2 separate regions of the Hordeum vulgare genome follow, and region 2 is linked to region 1. Evidence: chromatin contacts called from public Hi-C data. All regions are on one chromosome and are shown on one strand. Each heading gives the region's core, a stretch centred on a gene start, on an enhancer-like site or on the middle of the called end of the contact. The rest is flanking DNA. Distances are from core to core; before and after follow the strand shown. Region 1 holds the start of LOC123404241 (polyubiquitin-like). Region 2 has its middle 17 kb from the start of LOC123401276.

What was found. A called contact is a pair of places that touch in the nucleus more often than the background predicts.
Region 2: a contact with region 1 is called in a Hi-C map of leaf, with 6 times the contacts expected there. The contact joins the enhancer-like site here to the promoter of LOC123404241 in region 1. A contact is called at or near these places in 3 of 6 Hi-C or Micro-C datasets (leaf and seedling).

What each region holds. Positions count from the first base shown.
Region 1 is chr6H:65,310,929-65,316,099 of MorexV3_pseudomolecules_assembly, forward strand. LOC123404241 (polyubiquitin-like) reads left to right here and starts at 1,547. Exons shown (of 2, transcript XM_045098154.1): 1 at 1,547-1,678; 2 at 2,399-3,471. The coding sequence starts at 2,399. The coding sequence ends at 3,316.
Region 2 is chr6H:65,571,859-65,577,215 of MorexV3_pseudomolecules_assembly, forward strand. It overlaps the pseudogene LOC123404293. Among protein-coding and RNA genes, the nearest start is that of LOC123401276, 17 kb to the left of the region's middle. Within about 2 kb of position 1,318, at least 1 of the 3 cell types and tissues checked has open chromatin away from gene starts, as enhancers often do. A contact at or near this core is called in leaf, where this site is marked.

The DNA.
Region 1 (5,171 bases), core at 297-2,796:
AGGCCCGCCTCCACCAGCAAGTACTTCACTCCGCCGCGCCTTATCCGCGCGCCGCCGCCGTTCTGCATCGAGCAGACGCATCATCCCCAGTCACTGTAGCTGTCGCGTTGATTTGATCCAGAAGCTGTGCTCGAGCGCCGAAACGGGGGCAACAAGCGGGCAGAGGTACGGCCGCTGAGGCGGGTGGATTGAGATCGACAACAGTGGTGGTTGAGGTCGGCTGCGGCGGCGAGTGGTGTGGCAGCGGCCTAGGCACATGCCAGGATGGACCAGGGTCGATGCGATGCGCTCGAGCGCCGCAACGGGGGCAGTGAGCGGGGAGAGGTACGGTCGCGGAGGCGGGTGGGTTGAGATCGGCAGCGATGGCGGTTGAGGTCGGCCACGGCGGCGAGTGGTGTGGCGGCGGCCTAGCACAGGCCAGGGTGGCCCAGGGTCGACGGGAGGAGGCGATGCGTACGAGTATAATTTTTGCAGCGAATCGATTTTTCCTTTTACGTTTTAGATAAATGATGAAGCGATGGTTGAATAACAAAAATTATAGGATTTTTTTATAAAATGTCGCGGTGGGTTTTTCAACGGAAGCAATAGCCTCTTTATTATTACTAGCAAAAGGGCCCGTGCGTTGCAACGGGAGAAAAAAAATACCATATAATTTTAATATTTTTATAATCATTTTGATTTATTAAAATAATAAGCTAACTAACTAATGTAGTCAGTCCTATCCTATTTTGTTGAGAAATTAACCCGTCCATTGTTAATTCCACCATGATGAGAAATTGAGCGGGACAAGCAAAACAAAACAAAGAGGCTACGTGAATTGATCAATGGACTGTTATCTTATTTCACCCATGGGGGAGAGAATGTGGGATCAGATCACAAACTGAAGGTGGTGTGCCATTCTGTGTCTCTACAACAATACAATCTTACATTCAATACATTCATTCATCAGCAAACAAATCCCCACAAAACAATTTTTTTTGTCGGTGCTTAGCACACGGTTGGAGGCATGGGAAGGGATCTCACCAGATGACGAGTTCCTGCCGGAGGAGGGGATACGATGAGGGGAGCAAGGGTTAGGCGCCTCTATCTGACCATAAGGAGTCGCCGTTGCCGCGCCAAAACCTCGGAGTTCCCCGTGTGAGCCATGGAGGCCCGCCTCCACCAGCAAGTACTTCACTCCGCCGCGCCTTATTCGCGCGCCGGCACCGTTCTGCATCCAGCAGACGCATCATCCCCAGTCACTGTAGCTGTCGTGTTGATTTGATCCAGAAGCTGTGCTCGAGCGCCGAAACGGGGGCAGGAAGCGGGTAGAGGTACGGCCGCGGAGGCGGATGGGTTGAGATCGACAACAGTGATGGTTAAGGTCGGCCGCGGCGGCGAGTGGTGTGGCAGCGGCCTCTTTATTATTATTATTATTATTATATATAATCTATACCTATGTTATATTATATATATATATATTAGGTATAGATTAAAAAAAAATCAGACGGAGCCGTCACGGCACGGGATTCCTTCTCCCACCAGGCCCGTCACGAGCCGCCATAAATACCCGCCCTTTCCTTGCCTCCAATCCTCACCGCCGCTCAAGTCGCTCAAGAACGAAGCGAACAAATCCCCAACCGATCTCGTCTCCGATCAACTCGAGGCTCGTCGGATCCTCCTCCCACACCGCCTCAAGGTATGGCGCCTCCTTCCTCCAGCTGACGTATCGTCTAGATCTAGATTTTTGAGGTGCTTCGTGGTAGTGGGAGGTGTGGTGCCGTCGAATTTGACCCGTTCCTGCCCCGGCCTGGTGTTATGAACGTAGTTTACTTGTCCGATCTATTCGCGCACAGCTCCTTCGTAGGGATTTCGCGTGTGGACCTCGCGATCTCTTTCCTGTTATGTTTTTTTATTGATGATGAAGGGATAGATCTGTTCTTCTTCGGGTTGAATTCCTACTGGCTTATGGTCTCAGATCTTAACCTATGGTCTAAGATTTTGTTAACCTATGCATGTTTCATCTACTAGTTCGTCCGTTTCTTCTTAATAGATTTCCCTCTGAATTCTGGAATTAGATGTTAACCTATGCATGTTTGCTATAGTTCATCCGTTTCTTCTAGAATTCAACAGTAGCCTGCAGTAATTCAATAGTACTTGTACCGAGAAAATTAGCTTTGGTACCGAGAGCTAATTTTCTTAGATGGTAACCTTGAGAATTGAGATAGATGATATCAGTAGACTTTTTGTTGAACCTGTCTTCTATCAGTAGCTCTTTGATGAGAATATGTATTATGCTCTCGGTTGTTTTGTTTCTTCTCTATGGCGTTATGAATATGGCTGCACTAGAATTTATCATGTTACTTTGCTTGGTCTGCTTCTTGAGGCTTACCATCGTCTTCTGGATTCTTCTCTGCAGATGCAGATCTTTGTGAAGACATTGACTGGAAAGACCATCACCCTTGAGGTGGAGTCGTCTGACACAATCGACAATGTCAAGTCCAAGATCCAGGACAAGGAGGGCATCCCTCCGGACCAGCAGCGTCTCATCTTTGCTGGCAAGCAGCTCGAGGATGGCAGGACCCTTGCTGACTACAACATCCAGAAGGAGTCCACCCTTCACCTTGTCCTCCGCCTTCGTGGAGGCATGCAGATCTTCGTCAAGACGTTGACTGGCAAGACCATCACCCTGGAGGTGGAATCATCCGACACCATCGACAACGTTAAGGCCAAGATCCAGGACAAGGAAGGCATTCCCCCGGACCAGCAGCGCCTCATCTTTGCCGGCAAGCAGCTTGAGGATGGCAGGACCCTTGCTGACTACAACATCCAGAAGGAGTCCACCCTTCACCTTGTCCTCCGCCTTCGAGGAGGCATGCAGATCTTCGTCAAGACCCTCACTGGCAAGACCATCACACTTGAGGTGGAATCATCCGACACCATCGACAACGTCAAGGCCAAGATCCAGGACAAGGAGGGCATTCCCCCGGACCAGCAGCGTCTCATCTTTGCTGGCAAGCAGCTGGAGGATGGTCGCACTCTTGCTGACTACAACATCCAGAAGGAGTCTACCCTCCACCTTGTCCTCCGCCTCCGTGGTGGTATGCAGATCTTTGTGAAGACCCTGACCGGGAAGACCATCACTTTGGAGGTTGAGAGTTCTGACACCATTGACAATGTCAAGGCGAAGATCCAGGACAAGGAGGGGATCCCCCCTGACCAGCAGCGGCTGATCTTTGCTGGCAAGCAGTTGGAGGATGGCCGCACCCTTGCCGACTACAACATCCAGAAGGAGTCCACCCTCCACCTGGTGCTCCGCCTCCGTGGTGGTCAGTAATTACACTGACGGTCCTGCTGCTATTAGTCGTATGTCTTGTTAGTGTTAAGTCTACTGTATCTGGTTTGATGGACCATCGAGTCCCCATGATGTTTGTTGGTTTCGTGGAAACAGTTGATGGTATGGTTTGGTATGAATAAGTGAATTTGAACCAATATGCTTGTTCATTTTACTGTTGACTCGTGCGTTGCCACGGAAGATAAAAACATAATCTTCAATGATGGTGATCACATTATGTTCATATATCATTGCTTGATTTTAAAATTTTATGCACAAATGCAAGAAAACGTTTATTCTTTTAAATTTATTCACAAGTTGAAGCAATTTTTACATTTTCAAAAAATATATATCATGGTTGTTAAAATCTTGGTAACTCAAAGATTTATTTTGAATTTTTTTTTTTTTTAAAACATACAATAATAATTTGATTCATCCAACAGTTAATTCTTCAAAAAGACTTAGAAGTATTAATGTTTAACTACATACATTAGATCTTTCGTGAATAATTTTAAAAATATGGAAACAATTTTAAATCGAAAACATTTTTTACAATTTACAAACATTTACTAAAAATCATGAATATTTTTTATATTTCGACGGGTTTAAATATTTTCTTTTGAATTGACGACCAGTTCAAGAAAAGACGAACATAATTTTTTATGTTGGAGGATTTTATTTTAAATTCACAAACATTTTTTGGAACGCATGAAGTTTTTCTGAATAAACAAACATTTTTATAAATCAGTAATATATTTATTAAATTCATGGACATTGTTTTGGAATTTGCAAAAAAAATATAAAAATCCGGTGCTTTTTTTAAATTCACAAACATTTTATGTTTTCGTCAGCATTTAATTCAAAATTCCTCTTTTTTAATATGCAAAAGTTTTTGTAATTCAATTATTTAAATTAGAAATAAACAAAAATGGAACAGAAAAATTTAAATAAAAAAAGAAACTATCAAAACAGGCATTAGCTATTTTTAAACTTTTAGGACATTTTTTAAATGCATTAACATATTTTGAATTAAAAGCATTTTGTTAAATGCCTTTAATAATTTTTAATACATGGAATTGTATTTGAAATCATGGACTTTTCTTATTGTCCAAACATTTTATTGTATATGCGATAAGTTTTTACAAAATTCCGAGTAGTTTTTGAAGTCACAAACATTTTATTTTTTAAAATATGTTGATTTATAATTTTCAGTTTATTAAAATTTTAAAGATTATTTGAAGTTCTAAATTATTTAAAAAAATAGAACGGAACTGAAAATAAATAAATAAACGGAACTAAAAGCAGGCGCCTGTGCATGGGCCGGCCCATACGGCGTGCTAGATATTCTCCCAGCATGCAGAGCGTAATATATGAGGTTTTTATATGGGCCGGCCCAGTCCAAAATTGTTTTGCTTTCTGAAACGTTTTCTATTACTTACCGGTGACATGGTGGGTAATAAATGTAAATTTTAAGGGTAATCTTCATGACGGACGACCAGAAACCGAATCTGCTTTATTATTAAAAAGAGATTTGATATCTCCTGGTTGAATGTTTTCCTTCCGGTTTTTATCTAACAAAACTAGCAGTGATCCAGTTTTTAGCTAGCAAAACTATAGCAGTGATCTTACCGCAGTGACTTTCTGCGATTGCATTTTCTGGGCTGTATCCCAATGTTGTAAAATTAGATTTTGTATCCCAATGTTGAAATTAGATTTTTATGGTAAGTCTATTCATATTTCTTCGTTCTTGGATGCTGCCGTGTTCACTTTTTTTCCCTTCTGCTTGCTTAGAGCAACTCTAACAGAGTTACTAATTTCGTCCGCCGCCGTCCATTTGGATCCGTGCGGATAAAAAAGT
Region 2 (5,357 bases), core at 68-2,567, 260 kb after region 1:
TGAGATATTCTCTAAGACGGCCAACAATGTCTTGCACCTCGTGAGCGTGAGTTAACTCCTCTTTCATCTTAAACTTCGATTGAAGACGACCAAGAAGGCTTGACATATCAGGTCTTTGAGAAACTGATAAAAATGTTTTACACCTAAATTGCCTTTTAATCATATCATATACTTGTTTGGCAAGTGTAGTTTTACCGACACCTCCAAATCCAACAATAGCCACCACCTTGAGGTTTTCCTGAGTATCTGTCAACCAACTTACAAGCTCGTTCTTTGGGCCATCAATACCTACAAGACTTGCTGCCTGCTTGTAGATCGCCAACATCCGAGTATCGACGGGAACGACACGAGCGGTAGAATTGGTACAATCGTCAATCTTGTACCTTTGCATGGGAACAAGAAAAATTGGATATTTATGGGTTTCATGTGCATAAATTGCGAATTTGCGAGCAAGGAGATCCTATATTAAAAAAAGGCAGTTGTGTACCTCATGCGTCGTTCATTTGCTTGCAAAGCAAGGACCTTGAGCTCTTCCATCCGATCAGCAATACGATGGCGCTTCCGTAGCGTCTTGAGACGTTTAGCCGTCTTCTTTATAAAGCCCATCTTCGCATCGGCACCTCCAAGGTCTCGCATGAAGTCATCGATGCAATTCTCCAAGTCGTAGGACATCTCCCTGACATGATCCCTCCAGTTCTTGGCCAAGGGATCCAGTTCATCCATGAGCTCAAGCTTCTCAAGGAGAGCTTTCATGGCGCTAAGCTCATCCTTGAGGAACGAGGCCTGCTTTCTGACGGACGTGAGCTTCTTGTACTCGTCACCCATCAGTGCGGCGAGCTTGCCGATGAGGGTGTTCATCGCCCCCATGGTGGCGCTGATGATTGGTGCAGACATCTCAATGGCGAGGCTCCTTCTGCTGTTAGCTCAACTCAATAGCCTGCTCGCGTGCTGCAAGTGAGAGTGAGTCAGTGAGTGCGTGACAGCGATTCGAAGGGAGGAGCTGCGGTGGTGCCGGAGAAGTCCAACAGGCAAGCCGGAGTGCCGGAGGTGGAATAGGTGATGGACTGGTGGTGCAGGGGGATATGAGGATGCGGTTGTCGGTCAGCCGGATATGAGGAGCCCGGGCAAATAGCAGTGTGGGGAGTCGTCGAGCCAACGACGCGTTTTGAAAATTCAGTGTGGAAAAACATGTACCCGGAGATTGCAAGGCTGTGAATCCATTATGCTGTTTCAACGAAGCTGATGCCTGGCCACTCTCAGAAAGGATCCAAGAAGACGATTCCCGGAAGCTACTCAAGGAGGAGGTTGATCTTATGGTTAATATTGCCACTTTCATTTTCCGCCTTCAATTCCCGGACAACGATAGCCGGAGAAGAATCATGCAAGGAGGTCGTCGCCCGCAATTCCAGGAAGCTTCCCTCAAAGACTCAAACAAAGGGGAGTCGTTGATCTTATAGGTTAACATCACCATTATTGTCACAGAGACAAACCGGTTGAGTGAGGTCGCCGTCACGGACGGCCAATTCCTAGCTGCTCTCGTTCTCCAATGCTTCAATGCTTCAATCAAATGGTCCATGCTCCCTGCTGTCCCATGATTGCAAGCATTTGAGTGGTTTGAACAAAGCTTTTGTGCTACTGAATACTGATGTCGTACTTCGGATTTTAGAATGGTGCATATATATATTCTACACCCTGACTGATGAATAGAGTTTATTCTACACCCTCATAGATTCTTCACCTATTCCAAAATTCATGCATATATGAAAGTTCAAGGTTTCCCTTAAGATAAATTTTTTCATGTGGTTTGTTCACAAAGGAGTCGTTTTAACTAAGGATAACTTGGCCAAGCGAAATTGGAAAGGAAATCAAAGATGCAGTTTTTGTCAGAATAAAGAAAATATTAAGCACCTCTTTTTAGATTGTCCTATGGCTAAACTTTTATGACGCTCGATACATATTGCTTTTAACATTTCTCCTCCTACTAGCATTAACATGTCATTTGGGACGTGGCTGGAGGGGGTTAATGTTGATTACACTAAACTTATTCGGGTTGGAACCTGTGCACTTTTGTGGGCTGTATGGAACTGCAGAAATGATCTAATATTTAACAGACAAAGATATGTTCACTTTTTGCAGGTCATCTTCAGGGCTACTGCCTTGATCCGCACGTGATCCTTACTCACTCCCGTGGAAGCCAGGGTATCTTCAATCGATTTGAATGGCGACATATTAATAGGATAGGTGGATAGTCATCTAGGCCTATTGTTATCATCGGCTGTGGCGCGATGGACGCCTTGTATCTCTTTATTTCTTTTTTAAGACCACTTTGTACTTGATTTAGACTGGTTTCATGTTAAATAAAAGGCTGCATGCATCACTCGATGCAGAGGCCGGGACGATGCCTTCTTTTCAAAAAAAAAAAAAAAACACTCACACATAAGGTTGGTCATATTTCAAGGATTATGTTTTATTTTCTAAGGATCGGCTGTAGGTTTGCATATGTTGTACTCCCACATTGGAAATGAAACAGCTAGCGCACCCTGATTATAATGGCTCAGAAGATAAATCAAATAAGGATGCCGAGGATGATTACTCAAACACCAATGATTAGGAATGAACATCAATATTAGAGTTCACAGACAAGAATTATTCGGATGTACAAGACGCAGCCACTACATTACAGGTTTTAACCAAGTGATTACTTGAATTCACAAGATACTATTGATATCATATTATGCATTCAGATCATGCACGAACTGTACTCAGGCAGTAAATTTTCAGTTATGCAGCAAAATATACAGCTCTGACATGATAAATTACATGGTATCATGAGCAATTAACCTGCATTGCTCGTACACAGAAAATACAATGAATAATTAATGCAACAAGTAAACCGGAGAACCGCTGATTTAAGTTGCAGAGAAGGCCAATCAAAATACTAGCTAGCTAGTAGATTGTAACAGGAGGGCATCTTGGGTGCACCTGTGCGGCGTTCCTGAAGGCAGACTCGACATCACGGTTGTCATGGATAACTTGGCCAAGCGTAATTGGAAAGGAAATCGGAGATGTATCTTTTGTCAGACGTATGAAACTATCAAGCACCTCTTTCTGGACTGCCCTATGGCTAAAGTATTATGGCGCTCAATCCATATAGCCTTTAACATAACCCCGCCGACTAGCATTAACATGTTATTTGGGACATGGCTTGACGGGGTTAATATCCGGTTCGCTAAATTAATCCGAGTAGGAACTTCGGCACTTTTATGGGCTATATGAAATTGCAGGAATGACCTAGTTTTTAACAGACAACAATCCATTAACTTTTTGCAGGTCATCTTCAGGGCTACCGCATTGATCCGCATGTGGTCCTTACTCACTCCTGTGGAAACCAGGGAGCCTTTGGTTACTGAGTGTGCCCGATGGAAGATGGTAGCTCAGGCTATCTTCAGCCGATATGGATGGCGACATGCTGATAGAGTAGGGAATTAGTCAACTACTCCTATCCACATATTCGCCTTGGGCGTTCATCGCCTTGTAATTTATTTTACCTTCACTTTTCGACTTTGTACCCACTTCGGATCTTTTCAATTTTTTTAATAAAATGGCTGTATGCATCACTCGATGCAGAGGCCGGGGCATGGCCTCCTTTTTAAAAAAAAAATGGACGGATGACATGTTATCTACATGGATTTGCTCGAGGGATAAGAGGCGCACCATGCCCACTGGCATAGCACTGCCACCACCCCACCTATCATGTACTCCTAGAACAAGCCTTCGAAGCTTGGGCATAGCCCCTGCCTCAAACTCCATGCATGCCGTTGCATCATCATCGCGAGACATGAGAGCAAGACACTCCAGAACTGGGAATGATCCTGTACAGATGATGGTAGCACTGTCTTGAGGAATAGACAACACCTTGAGACTGAGATACACGAGGGACGGCAGCTGCCCAAGAACATGAACATCATCAGTCCGCAACCGCTCAACACACAGAGACAGTCTATGGAGGCAATCAAGATCACCGATCCATTTTGGAACCTTGTAGAATGGCCATCCTCCCAAACGCAGATTCTCCATACAGAGGGGAGGATCAGATATCGAGTCCAGCAGGTCGACATAACGTTCAAGATTGCAGGCAAGGTAGAGAAATCTGAGGTCACACAGCTTTCCAATGGAGTCGACCAAGGCATCAACCCCTGCCTTCACCATATCAAACTTGTAGGTCTTAGTGAGTGTCAGTTCCCTCAGATTAGTGAGCTCGCCGAGGCCCACAATATCATGCAATGAGGTCTTTCCCATACAATAACAACGTAGAGTACGCAGCGATTTCATGTTCCCAATCCCATTTGGCAGTCCTGTATCACGCGGAAAAATCAGATGGGACAAGCGGCGCAACATGACTATATCTGAGGGGATGTTTTGTGCCGTTCGGCAATCTATATCAAGCGTCTCCAAATGAACAAGCCCACGGATTTCAGTAGGAAGCTCTATGCTGCCTGATGCTGCTGAAACCTTTAAATACCTAAGTTGAAACAACTGTCCAATAGCAGTGAGGTCGGCTACCATCTCCAGGTAATCTGGAAATTCAAAGAGAAGCACACGGAGATACTTAAACTCCGAAATAGGAGGTGTGTACTTGGACTTGCCAAACCATGCAAATGATCAAATTTGTGTCAAGCTAGTATAGCAATGGTCCCCGATGTTGTGCTACTAGCGCTTAATTTCAGAGATAGTCAACGGACCCTGTAGTTGCAGCCATCCTGTTGTGCCATGTCTTTATGGTCATATGCCACACAGATAAAATTATCTTCCCTGCACTTGCTTAAGACCAAATCAAGCATCATGTCATGAACACTGCATGACAACACCTCCCCACATACGGTATCTTCAGGCTGAATCATGCCCCTATTGATAAGCTCATGGAAGTAACTCTTTGCAGCATCCTCCAAATTTGATCCGTGTAAATTACTGACAAACCCTTCAGCCACCTATTGTCGGACCAGATCAACCTTGCTAATCTTACGGTCCTCTGGATACATGCCAAGGTACAGAAAACATGCACTGAGATACAGAGGAAGATGCATGTAGCTCAGGTTTAGTATACTCCTCATCTCTTCCAAGGTGGGATTTGTGGCAAACTTGGCGCTCAGTGAATTCCTTATGCTCTCCCACTCACTCCTTGATCTTCCTCGACAGCTAGCTAATAAGCTAGCTATAGTGATGATTGCAAGTGGCAGTCCACCACACTTCTTCAAAATTTCAGCTGAAACTTCTTTAAATTGTGGTGGACAGCCGTCTTCAGACCCAAATACTCTATTATCGAATAAACTTCTTGACTCCTGCTCTTGGAGGGGATT